Linked DNA regions of Sus scrofa: region 2 is linked to region 1. The links are chromatin contacts, called in public HiChIP or PLAC-seq maps. All regions are on one chromosome and are shown on one strand. The core of a region is the stretch at or near the end of the contact, and the rest is flanking DNA. Distances in the headings are between cores, read along the strand shown. Region 1 overlaps SYN2 (synapsin-2). Region 2 overlaps PPARG (peroxisome proliferator activated receptor gamma).

What was found. HiChIP or PLAC-seq counts read pairs in DNA pulled down with a chosen protein or histone mark.
Region 2: a contact with region 1 is called in an H3K27ac HiChIP or PLAC-seq map of alveolar macrophages. The contact joins two enhancer-like sites. A contact is called at or near these places in 2 of 2 datasets of contacts at active chromatin or transcription factors (alveolar macrophages and skeletal muscle).

The regions. Positions count from the first base shown.
Region 1 is chr13:68,164,753-68,167,461 of Sscrofa11.1, forward strand. All of the region lies in intron 2 of SYN2 (synapsin-2), which reads left to right. Among named protein-coding and RNA genes, the nearest start is that of TIMP4, 25 kb to the right of the region's middle. Within about 2 kb of position 1,404, at least 5 of the 83 cell types and tissues checked have an H3K27ac peak or open chromatin away from gene starts, as enhancers often do. A contact at or near this core is called in alveolar macrophages, where this site is marked.
Region 2 is chr13:68,405,369-68,408,252 of Sscrofa11.1, forward strand. PPARG (peroxisome proliferator activated receptor gamma) reads left to right here. Exons shown (of 7, transcript NM_214379.1): 5 at 1,518-1,717. Among named protein-coding and RNA genes, the nearest start is that of PPARG, 43 kb to the left of the region's middle. Within about 2 kb of position 1,618, at least 14 of the 83 cell types and tissues checked have an H3K27ac peak or open chromatin away from gene starts, as enhancers often do. A contact at or near this core is called in alveolar macrophages, where this site is marked.

The DNA of each region.
Region 1 (2,709 bases), core at 154-2,653:
ATATTAGGTCTCATTTTTGTCTTTGTTCCAGAACATCTGTAGGGGATGTCTTTGTATCACTCAATTAAAGCCATTTTTTTTTCTTTTTTATTTTAGGGCCATGCCCGAGGCATATGGAGATTCCCAGGCTAGGGGTCGAATCAGAGCTGTAGCTGCTGACCTACGCCATAGCCACAGCAATGCGGGATCCGAGCCGCATCTGCCACCTACACCACAGCTCAGGGCAATGCTGAATCCTTAACCCACTGAGCAAGGCCAGGGATCTAAGCTGCATCCTCATGGATGCTAGTCAGATTCGTTAACCATTGAGCCACTATGGGAACTCCTAAAGCCTATTTTTAATATCACTATCATTTCCCAGTTATCTTCAAAGTTTCTAGGCCTAACCAATCAAATGATCAATTGAGTTGCCTGATGGGTGTTATGCAGTAGCTACTGGTTTGCCATGTACTAGTAAACAGCAGTCCTTTAGTCTAGTTACAGCACCAGCTTCCCAAATGCTCTTGATTCCTGGTTGGCTCCCTCTACTCATTTCTATGTCCCAGACAAAGTGGTCTCTCAGATCTTAGGCACATCCGATTATGTCACCTTTCCACGTAAAATCTTTGACAATGTTTTGGGAAACAGTTGGGAAAATTTGATTATCAACTCAGTAAAGATACTTTAAATTATTATTAATTATTAAATAATAATAATTATTAAAGACTCATCACCCTAGGATAGGCAATCCATAAAGAGAAGTAAATTACATTCTTCCTCTCTGTCTCTCTCTCCCTTTCCATCCCTGACCCTGACCCAGCCTGTCTGTGCCTGTATTTTCCCCGCACCTATCTTCTCACTCTTCTCTCTTTAAATAAACACTTAATTGCCTCCCCCCCCCAAAAAAAAGAGGGAGAAAGAGAGAGAAGTTAATTAGAAGTTACAGGGGCTAGGGGAAGGGAGGAATAGGTAGTTATTGCCTAATGGTTACATAGTTTCTGTTTTAGATAATGAAAAAGTTTTGGAAATAGTGTTGCTGGTTGCACAACATTGTGAATGTACTGAATGCCACTGAGTTTACACTTGAAAATAGTTTAAATGGCAAATTTTGTTATATATTTGGCCACAATAAAAAAAATTTTAAGCCATTGTAAGTTAGAGATATTACTTAAAATTTTACAAGAGAAATGACATGATATTTGGGATTTTCTTTAGCACACCCAATAGTCTCAACAACAGTGAGAATAATAAATGAAAAACATTTGCAAAATGTTGAAAACTATTGAGGATGTATTTTTTTCATAATAAAAGATTAAAAAAAGGTCTTTTGGAAGCTGTTATGTCCCACCTACTCAGCCTGACATTTGATATTCTTTGACAGTCTGTCCCTTCCCTTTCTCCGCTGCCTCAGCTCTGGCTTCTCAGTCTGTGTGACCTACTCCCAAGGCAGCTGGGCTGTGCAGTGCTCAGTGCTCAGTGCTCAGGCAGCCTCTGTGCCTTGGCACTGGCCTTTCAATTCTGCTTTCTCCTTCTTCTGTGGCAAAGTCCCCCTCATTCTTTAAGACTCAGGTCTGTCTCTGGAGCCTTCCTGGACTTCTCCAGGCAGAGATTTCCCTTTTTTGGGTTCCTACAGTGTAGTGTCCACACTCCTAATGCATCTTATGCCTTATGTTCTGGGATTTTATTTATGTTTCTGCTCCCTGCTAACTTGTAACATTCATGAAGGCAGAGGAAACTTAGTTTGCACTTTAAATCTTTCTGAGCTCTATGAAATTTTGTTGCTATTATTTTAGTTGTGGGCATTAAATACTTTTTAAAGGAGAATATTGAGAGGTAGGACTGTGAATACTAGTTATAAATATCGAGTTAAAAAGGACCTTAGCAAATTACCCATAAGCATATTGGTCTCCTTTTCTGGACGTGTTTTCTCTGCTTGGCAACTACTACGTTTCCAGCATCTTCCACTGGGTATTTAGTAAATTATTGCTGAATTTACAGACAAATCACAGCCTTTCTTTCTACAGTTGGAAAAAAAGCCAACAATCTAGATTTGGGTGTGGGGACACACACTTTTTAGAAGCAATAGTTAATTTTCAGGCTTGGTTTGTCAGAGCAGCAAATAAGTACCTGGAGAGAATCACCCGTGCAGCGAAGTCGGCTCCATGGGTGAGCGAGCTGGGGCTACAGCCTGTCTGCAGCACACATCTTGCCAGGGGGTGGCGCCAGGCGCTCACAAACTCTCCCCAAGACTGGCAGGCCTGATTTTACCCTTTGAGTGCAGGGTGGGAAATAGGAATCCTCTACTATTTCTAGCTTCTTTTCTAACTTCTTGATGCCTACAGATGCTTGGCTGAAAGAATAGGAGTTATAGGCAATAATATCTAGAAACTAGGGAACCTTGTTAGAGATAAATGTCCAGACCAGTGCTAGGTATTTACTGGGAACACTGTTGGTGCTTTTATCTTCTAGCTTGAGGTTCTGATTCTTGTGCAAGCCTCAGGCACCCAGGGAAGATCTACACTCTGTGCTGTTTATAGGTCTTTTAGTTTGGATATAGATTGAGAACAGATTTTCATGTGGGGAAGAAGAGAAAAAAAAAAAAAAAAAACCATGACACCCTGGGCCATGCACATGCAAGAAGGAAGAAGACGGCTCAGTCCTGAGGGCAGCCTCTTCTGATTTTCTACATGTGTTCAGCCACAACCATCACTCCTAACATTTCCAGTCAAT
Region 2 (2,884 bases), core at 368-2,867, 240 kb after region 1:
GGCCAGCAGCTAAAGCTCCAATTCAACCCCTAGCCTGGGAACCTCCATATGCAGCGGGTGTGGACCTAAAAAGACAAAAAAAAAGTTCTGAATTCATAGATAGAGAGAACAGATAGTGGTTGCCAGAGGCATGGGTTGGAGGAGGGGAAACTGGAGGGAAGGGGCATGGTGAAATGGGTGAAGGGGTCAAAAGGTACAAACTTCCAGCTATAAAATAAATAAGTTTCAGGATGTAATGTACAGCATGGTGACTGCAATTAATAATGCTGTTACGTATTTGAAAGTTGCTAAGAGAGTAGCTCTCAAAAAAGTTCTCATCACAGGAAAAAAGTTACTGTAACTATGTGTGATGTAGATGTTAACTAGATTTATTGGGGTGATCATTTCACAATATGCGCAAATATGGAATCATTGCTATATATTTAAAACTAATATAATAGGTCAGTCATATTCCCATTTTTTTAATTTAACTGTTAAATAGTGTGTAAGCACTTGGGAAGAGGTGTGATAACTGGTAAAAAAAAATAATTATAATGCTGTTCTGATAGCATTGGTAAAGAGGTAGAAAAACATATTTGAGTAAGAGTTACAAGCAGATAGTTTTTTCTCCAACCTGGGCCTCACGAACCTTTCTTATAAATGTTCCTTCCTCTCTACCTTTCTTTCATTCATTTTCTTCTTTCACACTTCCTCACCCCGAAGGCAGCCAAATATTAAGGAAATTGTCTTTTTGACAAACATCATTAAGCGGTGATCCTGGAAAAACTCCGGGGGATCACTATGGCTTCTCTCCACTAAACGTAAAAGGACTTTCTGGCTTCATCACATGAAGGAAAGCACTGTCTATATTTCCCTGTAACAGGGACGAAACAGATTGCACTGACTCCCTGAGAACAAAGCTTACATCTCTACAACTTCGAATTCTGCACAATTCCTTTCCTTCATTCATGAAACATGTTGCTCCTCTTAGGGCCAGACCTCATGTCAAGTGCCGGGGATACAAAGATAAATAAAGACACTGCCCCTAGTTTTCAGGGTGTTATTGTGGAGTGGGCTAAATAGACATATGAAATACAGTACAGTGTGAAGAATACATGGAGGGCTGGGGGATTATAGGAGAAGGAGTATTAAACTCTGTGCGAAAAAATCAGAGGAAGCCTCACAAAGGAGGTGACATTTGGGTGGGGTCTTGAGGGATCAGTAGGAGCTGGCTCTCAATTATTTCATTTGTAAGTAAATATACTTTTCCTTGTTTTGCCGAACTTTCGAATTCTTTTACCTTCCCAGCAATATCATGCATTACTTTCTTTCAAAAGTGAAGGGTTTAATTTTTACCAATACCTCGAGCTATTGCTGTGAAAGAAAAACACGAGCAGAGTTGTAAATAGAAACCAGAACTTGATGTTGGTGGAGAGAAGGAGAGGCTTTTACAGAAGCACAGGGGCTGGGGAGAGAACCGTGCACTTTAGGAGCAGCAGTACGTGCTAATTCGTCCTGCCCTTTCTCTTCCTCTGCAGCCATCAGGTTTGGGCGGATGCCACAGGCTGAGAAGGAGAAGCTGTTGGCAGAGATCTCCAGTGATATCGACCAGCTGAACCCAGAGTCTGCTGACCTCCGCGCCCTGGCAAAGCACTTGTATGACTCATACATAAAGTCCTTCCCGCTGACCAAAGCAAAGGCGAGGGCGATCTTGACAGGAAAGACCACAGACAAATCAGTTAGTTCTCTTCTCCTGTCTTCATTTGGGGTGGCTGGGGTTGTTGTTGTTGTTTCTCCCCTTGAGTAAATGGTTTTACCACATCACACGCACGCACACATGCACGCACACATGATCACACGTGTACAAACACACACACACACAGTACTGTTCGACTATTGGCCGGTACCTACCGCAGGCAGAGTCTGAAACACAGAAAGAGAAGTATTTTCAGACAGGGTAAGTAAACATCATTCTGAATAGGGAAAAACTCCTTCAAGTTCTCCTAATAAAATGTTTAAGAACAGTATAAAAATGCTGCCTAGGAGTTCCTGTTGTGGCTCAGTGAGTTAAGAACCTGATGTAGTCTCCGTGAGGATGTGGGTTTGATCCCTGGCCTCAATGAGTGGGTTAAGTATCTGGTGTTGCTGTGAGCTGTGGTGTAGGTCACAGATGCGGCTCAGATCTGGCATTGCTGTGGCTGTGTGATATAGGCCAGCAGCTGCAGCTCCCATTGGACTCTTAGCCTAGGAACTTCCATATGCCTCGGGTGAGGCTGTTAAAAAAGAAAAAAGAAAAAAAATGCTGCACAAGTCATTTTAACTTTAACAAATGAACTCTGACCTCTCATCCCACCACACCCTTTCAGGATCCCTGTCTTTTCTTGGCATCAGAATAACTGGCCACAACTGTATCCCTTCAAGCAGCCTTGCTTTTCTCTGGAAGGGCCTGACCTCGGTTTGGAAGAGATATTCAGTTCCATTATTGTATCATTCAGGAGAATGACTTGAGTCCTTTCTTAGGAGGTTCTCCATGGGGCACAAAAATAGGCTTCAGATATTACATCTCCTTTCTTTTCTGTAGTGCTCTCTCAATAGCTCTGTCCTTCTGCTGTGCATGAATTTTATCTTCTGGGAGGCTCCCAGCAGCCCAGGCTACCTCAGTGGATTCTCAGACACCTGCAGGCTTATTGATGACTACTGTTGAGAAAACTCAGAACGGGTTATGATGGTTAGAGTCAGGTTTTCCAAGAAGCAGAAATATTCCCTGATTGGAAGCTGAGAAAGCAAGTCGGGAGTTATATTAAAACAAAACACAGCTATACCTGAATCTGGTCCCAGTGCTGCCATCACCTTGCATTGCGACTGTGAGCTGGGTCACATCCATGTACCTCGGTTTTCACAGGTA